Regions from separate parts of the Capra hircus genome. Here region 2 is linked to region 1. A link is a contact called in public Hi-C data. All regions are on one chromosome and are shown on one strand. The core of a region is the stretch at or near the end of the contact, and the rest is flanking DNA. Distances in the headings are between cores, read along the strand shown. Region 1 has its middle 49 kb from the start of NF1. Region 2 has its middle 27 kb from the start of WSB1.

Region 1 (3,771 bases), core at 824-3,323:
GCCCGTCAGTGGGCCGGGTGGCCAGGTCAGGGGGTCAGGGTCTATCAGCTCCTATGACTGCAGCACACAGCAGGGACGTTGAACCTAGTTTGGGATTGTTGAGATAAAAGTTTCAGAAAAAGGCATGGTTAAAAAAAAAAAAAAAAAACAGAAAAAATAATAAATTTTTTTTTTAAGTAAAGAAAAAAGTATGATGATTTTCTTCCCTGTTTGTTTTTTTACTAGAAATACCAGTTCCTCACTGATAACCTATGATGACAGTGGTGCTCCTAGTGATCACATGGTATATGCGGCAGATGCTTTGCTGAATTCTTTACATGTGTTATCTCCCAGCAATTAAATTGTCTCCCAACATTATCTCCCAACGTTAAATCTTCCCAACAATCTTAGGAGGCTTTATCACTATCGTCATTTTATAGATGTCAACTAAGGAGTATATCACTAGGGAGGTTAAGTAAATTTTACAAGGTTCAAATGTGGTTTTTGGTTTAGTCACTAAGTTATGTCTGACTCTTGCGATCCCACGGACTATACCCCACCAAGCTTCTCTGTTCATGGGATTTCCCAGGCAAGAATACTGGAGTGGGTTGCCATTTCCTTCTGCGGGGGATCTTCCCCACCCAGGGATCGAACCCAGGTCAACTGCATTGCGGGCAGATTCTTTACCAACTGAGCCACTGAACTCCAAACTTTAAATTCTAAGTACAATATGTAGGCATTTTCTTTACCTGGCCGCAGGGCTTTCTTTAATTCGAATTCTTTCGCCATTATTCACATTTAAACTACTTCTCCAGGTTCTGCCTAAAAAAAGCAAGGTTTAAGCATACTTAAAAAAAGTCTCTGTCTCTGTAATGGTGTATCTCCCCAAATAATTTTTCTGATGAAATCAGAAGAGAAATGGTCCAACCTCGTTGTGGCAGGAAGTTTTCAAATTTTAACTACAAAAGGTTATGGATATATTAACTAATCTTATTGTGGTAGTCATGTCTCACTATATACATGTACCAGTTCATTAAGTTGTACATCGTAAACTTACATACTCTTTTATTTGGCTGCACTGCGTGGCATGAGGGATTTTAATGGTGATCTACTCCAGTACTCTTGCCTGGAAAATCCATGGACAGAGGGGCCTGGTAGGCTGCAGGCCATGGAGTCGCTAGGAGTCAGACACGACTGAGCAACTTCACTTTGACTTTTCACTTTCATGCATTGGAGAAGGAAATGGCAACCCACTCTAGTGTTCTTGCCTGGAGAATCCCAGGGACGGGGAAGCCTGGTGGGCTGCCATCTATGGAGTCACACAGAGTCGGACACGACGGAAGCGACTTAGCAGCAGCAGCAGCAGCAGGGATTGAACCCGTGCCCCTTGGAGTGGAAGCAGATTCTTATCCACTGGGCAGCCAGGGAAGTCCAATGAAGATTTTTTACGTATATATTTAAGTTATTTATTTATTTTGCCTGTGCTGGGTCTTTGTTGCTTTGTGCAGGCTTTCTCTAGTTGTGGAGAGCAGGAGCTACTCTTTGTGGTAGTTTGGAGGCTTCTCTTTGCCGTGGCTTCTCTGGTTGCAAAGTACAGGATCTGGGCACACGGGCTTCAGTAATTGCAGCACTCAGTCTCAGTAGTTGCGGCACATGCACTTAGTTGCTCTGAGGCATGTGGAATCTTCCCGAATCAGGGGTTGCACCGGTGTCTTCTGCTTTGGCAGGTGGATTCTTACCCACTGTGCCACAGGAGAAGTGCTCCAATAAAGATTCTTGATGGATGGGGTTTTCTCTAACAAGCTTACTGTCTCTAAGTTATTGGCTGTAAGTATAAAACTGCCCCTGTACCTTTGTATCACCTCTGACGGGCAATTTACCTTTGCTCACCAGTTGGGAAAGGGTTTTACGTTTGACAAAGAGGTCCAAAGCAGACAATGCGTCTCTGTTTTGATCTTTCAAGAAAAATACCTGCCTTAATACCTGATCCAACCTTTAAAATCAGGGAAATGACACAGAGAATAGGGATTCCCATAAACCTGTATTTATACTGGTAACTGGAATTAATGTAGACCTCAGGGCTTTTAGTGAGTTCTTCTGACCTCTTCTGGATATATTTGGGATTGCATGGTGGTCAGGTCCTTTTAAAGCAACCAGAACAATGAGAATTAGAGAGTCGAAGTACAAAGTGAATTTGGATTTCATCCAAATCCCTCATTTTTGAGATAAAGAAAGTAAGGCCCAATGGGTTTATGTGACTTATCCAAGGTCATCCAGTACACGGTGGCATATGCAGGAGTAGTATCTAGATATGTATCATCTATTTCACTGGTAAAACACAGATGTATAAACAGTGGTGAACTGCATTTGATGACTGCTTTTACATTATCTACAGAGAACCATCCTTATTATAAATGGGGGGGGGGGGAACTGGCATAGACAAAGTGGCTGATAACCAAGAATTTAAAATTAAGATTGTTTGTGGAAGGTCATAACACCTTCAGGCCCCATATCTCTTAATCCCACAATTATTTTCACTTCCTGTTTGATGATGTATGTAGATTAACAGAAAAGAGAGTCAAAGAATTCATTTTCATGAAGAGCTCTTTTTTAGTTGCAAATTCCTCTTCTTGATTACGGTTTGTTAAAATTAGTTTGCATTCCCAGAGGAAATTTCAACTGACTCTAGGGAAAAAAGACTGTCCAGGGTTAAAAGGATTGGTCCTTTTAAGAACTGACTCTGCTTATGTTCCTGCAAAGCCATTTGGAACAAAAGAAGTGTCCAGAGGTTTCTGTGCTGCAGGGGCACGAGTTACAGGTCTCCCCTTTGAGGTATATCCAGATTAGAAAGCTGAGTGACCACAAAATATATAGTCAACTTATTCCACATTTTAAAAGATCCAGATATATAGCATTATCTAAGGGAGCGGAGTATCATATTTGAAAGAACAAAAGCTTTGGAGCTGTGCAATTAGTCGGTGCTTGCCAGCTGTGTGAGCTTAGGTAAATTCCTCAACCTCTCTGAGCCTCGGTTCTCAGCTATAAAATAAAACTCAGAAATGATACCTCCCCAGAGAATTGTTTGAGAGTAAACTAGACTGTGTGTGAAAATTCTTAGCACAGAACCTGGTACAACAGACCAAGAGGAGGGATAGTGTTAAGTTTTTTACACTAAGTTTCTCACTCAGTATACCAGATTTTTAAAAAATTTACTTTATTAAAGTATAGTTGACTTACAACATTGTGTTAATTTCTACTGCACAGCAAAGTGATTTAGTTATACATTTTTTTAAATTTAATATTTATTTATTTATCTATTTGGCTGCACCAGGTCTTCCTTTTGGCACACTGGATCTAGTTCCGTGACCAGGGATCGAATCTGGGCCCCAGACATTGGGAGCATGGAGTTTTAGCCACTGGGCCACCAGGGAAGCCCCCATATATACATTTTTTTCATATTCTTTTCCATTACGGTTTATCATAGGATATCACATATCGTTCCCTTCGGTATACAGTAGGTCCTTGTTGTTTATCCATCCTGTACATAATAGTTTATATCTGTTAATCCCAGATCCCAATCGATCACTCCCCTCCCCCTTGGCAACCACAAGTCTGTTTTCTATGTTAGTCTGTTTCTGGTTCACGGATAAGCTCATTTGTGCTCTGCTTTAGATTTCACACATAAGTGATGGCATATGGTACTTGCCTTTCTCTTTCTGACTTGTTTCACTTGGCGTGATCTTCTCTAAGCTCATCCATATTGCTGCCCATGGCATTATTTGGTTCTTTTTA
Region 2 (3,771 bases), core at 420-2,919, 89 kb before region 1:
TTCTCACTTCTTGCTGATGAGGAGGAACTCTTCATCTCCCGGTCCAAAGGTGTGAGCTACACGGTCTCAGGGGAGCTAGGCGCAGCCCAGACAGCCCAGGTCTGTTTAGCTGGAGCTGCCTGGAGAGGCCCAGAAAGGCCTGACCTTGGAGAAGGTGGGGTCAGCATCAGGGCGGGAACCCCTGGACCCAAGTGACATGAAGACCTCCTGTACCCACAGCCTGAGTCCAGAAGAAATGAGAGCTCATCTTCACCCCTGTTTCCTTGTCTCCTTCCTGCCTCTTTCCCCTACCTTGAGCCTGGGTCTGGCTCTGAGCCCACGCTGCCCTGGCCGTGGAGTTGGACTGCTGCAACTTCTACTTCCCTGGGGCCTCAGAGCATCAGAGGTAGCTCTGAGCTTGCATTATAGGTGAATGCAGTGAGGCTCAGAAGGGCTAAATTATGTGCCAAGAAACATGGCAGAGTGCAGAGCAGTTCAACTCCCAGGCCTCTCATGCCCTCCACTCCCTCATATGCTCCCCACCCCCTCATGCTCCCAACCTTAGAGAATGCGCACCGAATAAAGGGGGAAGCAGGTAGGTGCTCTGTGCCTTTGTTGTAATGACTTGTTCACAGAACTGAAGGCAGAAATTTGTCTTTAGCAACTTTTAAATGCTATATTGAGGCCAAGCCATGTGGCTTATGGGATCTTAGTTCCCCCATCAGATTGAACCTGGGCCCTCAGCAGTGAAAGCGTGGAGTCCTAACTACTGGACCACCAGGAAATTCCCTAAATTGACTTTTTAAAAATGTTTGCTGTAGGGGCTTCCCTGGAAGTGGTTAAGACTCCGTGATTCTAATGCAAGGGGAATGGGTTCCATCCCTGGTCAGGGAATTTAAGATCCCACATGCTGTGCAGAGTGGCCTCCCCAAAAAAAGTAATGATAAAGGGCTTCCACTGTGGTCCAGTGATTAAGAATCCACCTTGCAATGCAAGAGATACAACTATTGAGCCCTCGCCCGCCAGAGCCTGTGCTCCACGAGAGAGTAGCCCCTGCTCGCCGCAACTAGAGAAAGCCCAAGAGCAACAATGAAGGCCCAGCGTGGCCAAAATATTAAATAACTAAATAAATCTTAAAAAAGAAAAAAGAAGCAACTATACTCCAATCAAAAATTAACTTTTAAAAAAGACAACTGTATGCCAATAAAAATTAATTTTTACATATACTTTAAAAAGAAAGAAACAGATAGCCTCAAGAATTCAAAAGCTAAAGCTTGGTGTAAAATGTTCAAACAAGACAGAAGTATATAAACTAGAATCAGAATGAAAGTCCTCCCCTAATTCACACCTCACTGGTGTTAATAATACCTTGGTGTAAATCCTTCCAAGCTTTTTCAACTACTAATATAAATTGAGCATACCGTGCTAGAACTTGCTCTGTTCTCAGCCGGCAGTTTTGTCTCCTTCTTGTAAAGTTTCCTGACATCCCACAGAGAGTTAGCCCTGCCCTCTTGGATGGACAGGAAGCTTCCTGGTTTTACCTTTACAGTACACATCCATGGTTCACTGTGGGGACATCTCCAGGGACTAACTTTCTAAAGTTGGGACTGTGAGAGCAAAGGAACGCAGGCTTCTGCTACTTTTCTCTACCATCTTGTGATGGCACAGGGCTGACAGGCTCAGGGCATGGAGTCAGCCTCCTGGGGTCCCCCCCTCGCCACTTGCTCCCCAGCTCCCTGGCCTGCCCCTCATCCCCAGTCGGGAACCAGCCCAGTCTAAAGCTTCTGCCCTTGTGCACAGACCCTGGGGTCCTTCAGGCACACCTCAAAGTGAAAAAAGTGAAAGTGTTAGTCACTCAGTCATGTCCAACTCTTTGGGAGCCCACGGACTGCAGCCCACCAGGTTCTTCTGTCCTTGGGACACTCCAGGCAAGATTACTGGGGTGGTTAGCCATTCCCTTCTCCAGCGGATCTTTCCGACCTAGGGACCACACCCAGCTCTCCCACTTTGCAGGCAGATTCTTTACCGTCTGAGCCACCAGGGAAACTTCCTCCTAGATTCTTTATTGGCCATCAAACACCTCCACCACCCCCTGGCCATCAGAACTGACAGTCCTCTGTGGGGGACCACCAGGCACTTGCAAAGCCTTCCTTTTGCAGGCTAGTGGCCCTGCGTCCTAGTTTGGTAATGTAGTTCCTTTTCCCTCCTTTTAAGGCAGAGACAAAGATAAACAGTTTGTCTCCAAATGCAGATCAAGCCCTCCCCACCGCCACAGGGCTCTGCTGGGAGTGTGTCTGCTTATTGTCTTAATACACAGTCCGGAGTCCCATCAGATGGCTGCAAGTGACCCGTGTGGGTCAGTCACACTGCAGGGTTTCTTGGAGCCCCTGTGCCCATTCTCCTCTGGGCCAGGCACTGGGGGTGAGAAAAGAGAAACAGAGGACGTGAACCTGCGTCCACTTTCTCCCCAGTACTCTGTGCTCCCAAGAACCTGCCACAATACCCATCCTGCTCCCCAATAAAATTGAATGCAGGTGATTCTTCTTCCTCAGGATGACTGTTCCACGAGAGTTAGCAACCAGCCTCCTCGGTGGTGGTGGGGAACGGAGGCAAGGTGCTCAGACCAGTCCACAGAACCTTCTGGGGTCCCTTGAGCCACATACTGTGTGTCCCTGTTTACTCCCAGAAACCAGATGGGAAAATGTCCCTGCCTTTAGGTCTAGATGCACAGTCTGACCACTAGACAGAAGCAGAAACAATCACAAACAATGAGGCGGATGCAAGAGGAGGCTTGGGTAGAGGGAGTGAGGTTGGTGACGTTAAATGGTGGGGAATATTTACTATAAGTGAGATGTTATGGGGAGAATGTGACCTCTGTCCATCCACCTTTCTTTTTTCACTCACACATTTTTACTCAAGGTTATATGTTCTCTGCCTGTACCTCTTGCTCTTGAAATCCTATTATTGCCTCAAGGAAACATTTTTATATTAGACGATGGAAAGAGAGTAATGTTTCCAGCCTAAAGGCGAAACCCCCATGACTCTGGCTGACTTTACCAGTCTGTATGGGTCCTGTCCTCTCCACAGCGTAACACTTCATCCACCTTTCAAGAGTTTTCCCCTTCATTCAGGGACTGTGTTGGGAATGTGGACGTTGGGAGGAAGCAGCTGTCTATAAACACCCTAGGTACCATATCTTTTTTGGACAAAATAACACCCAGTCCTAGTGAGATTGTGGTGAATATTGCCTGTTATTATTATTATTATTACCGAATAAGCCAAAACATTCTGAAATACCATGTGATGACTATAAATGATAATATAATTAATTCTATGCGGCAAAGTGGGAAAAAAATGTTAATGATGTCACCGGCTCCTCTCCATTCTCCCTGCCTCTTGCCTTGGCCTCTCTGGTACTTCTTCCTGTGATGTCACATAGCTGATCAGCAGAACTAACACCATAACTGCACTGCTGGACTTTTACTTCTTCACGTTCCCTAAAATGCCTAGAAGCTGCTTCACACTTTTACACATTTACCACCCCTCTCACCCAACCTGGTGAATGCTGACTCATGCTTCAGACTTAGCATTGCATCTAGAATCTTCTTTAAAATGTCTGATTTTCCTGAACCAAACAATTGGATTGAGAGATGAACAGGCTATTGGCCTTGCCTCCCCTCCTGGTCAAGGTCTCCAGCCATGCCCACAAATACAGTTTCTGGCTGATATGGTTCCACTTAGGAGTTTTTGATGTTATGATGAGGTGAAAGCAATACAAATTCAGTAGAAACC

Evidence for each region. Hi-C and Micro-C count contacts between places; a contact is called where the count stands out from the background.
Region 2: a contact with region 1 is called in a Hi-C map of liver, with 5 times the contacts expected there. The contact joins two enhancer-like sites. A contact is called at or near these places in 3 of 5 Hi-C or Micro-C datasets (blood and liver).

What each region holds. Positions count from the first base shown.
Region 1 is chr19:18,573,468-18,577,238 of ARS1.2, reverse strand. No RefSeq gene overlaps it. Among named protein-coding and RNA genes, the nearest start is that of NF1, 49 kb to the right of the region's middle. Within about 2 kb of position 2,073, at least 2 of the 5 cell types and tissues checked have an H3K27ac peak or open chromatin away from gene starts, as enhancers often do.
Region 2 is chr19:18,662,114-18,665,884 of ARS1.2, reverse strand. No RefSeq gene overlaps it. Among named protein-coding and RNA genes, the nearest start is that of WSB1, 27 kb to the right of the region's middle. Within about 2 kb of position 1,669, at least 1 of the 5 cell types and tissues checked has an H3K27ac peak or open chromatin away from gene starts, as enhancers often do.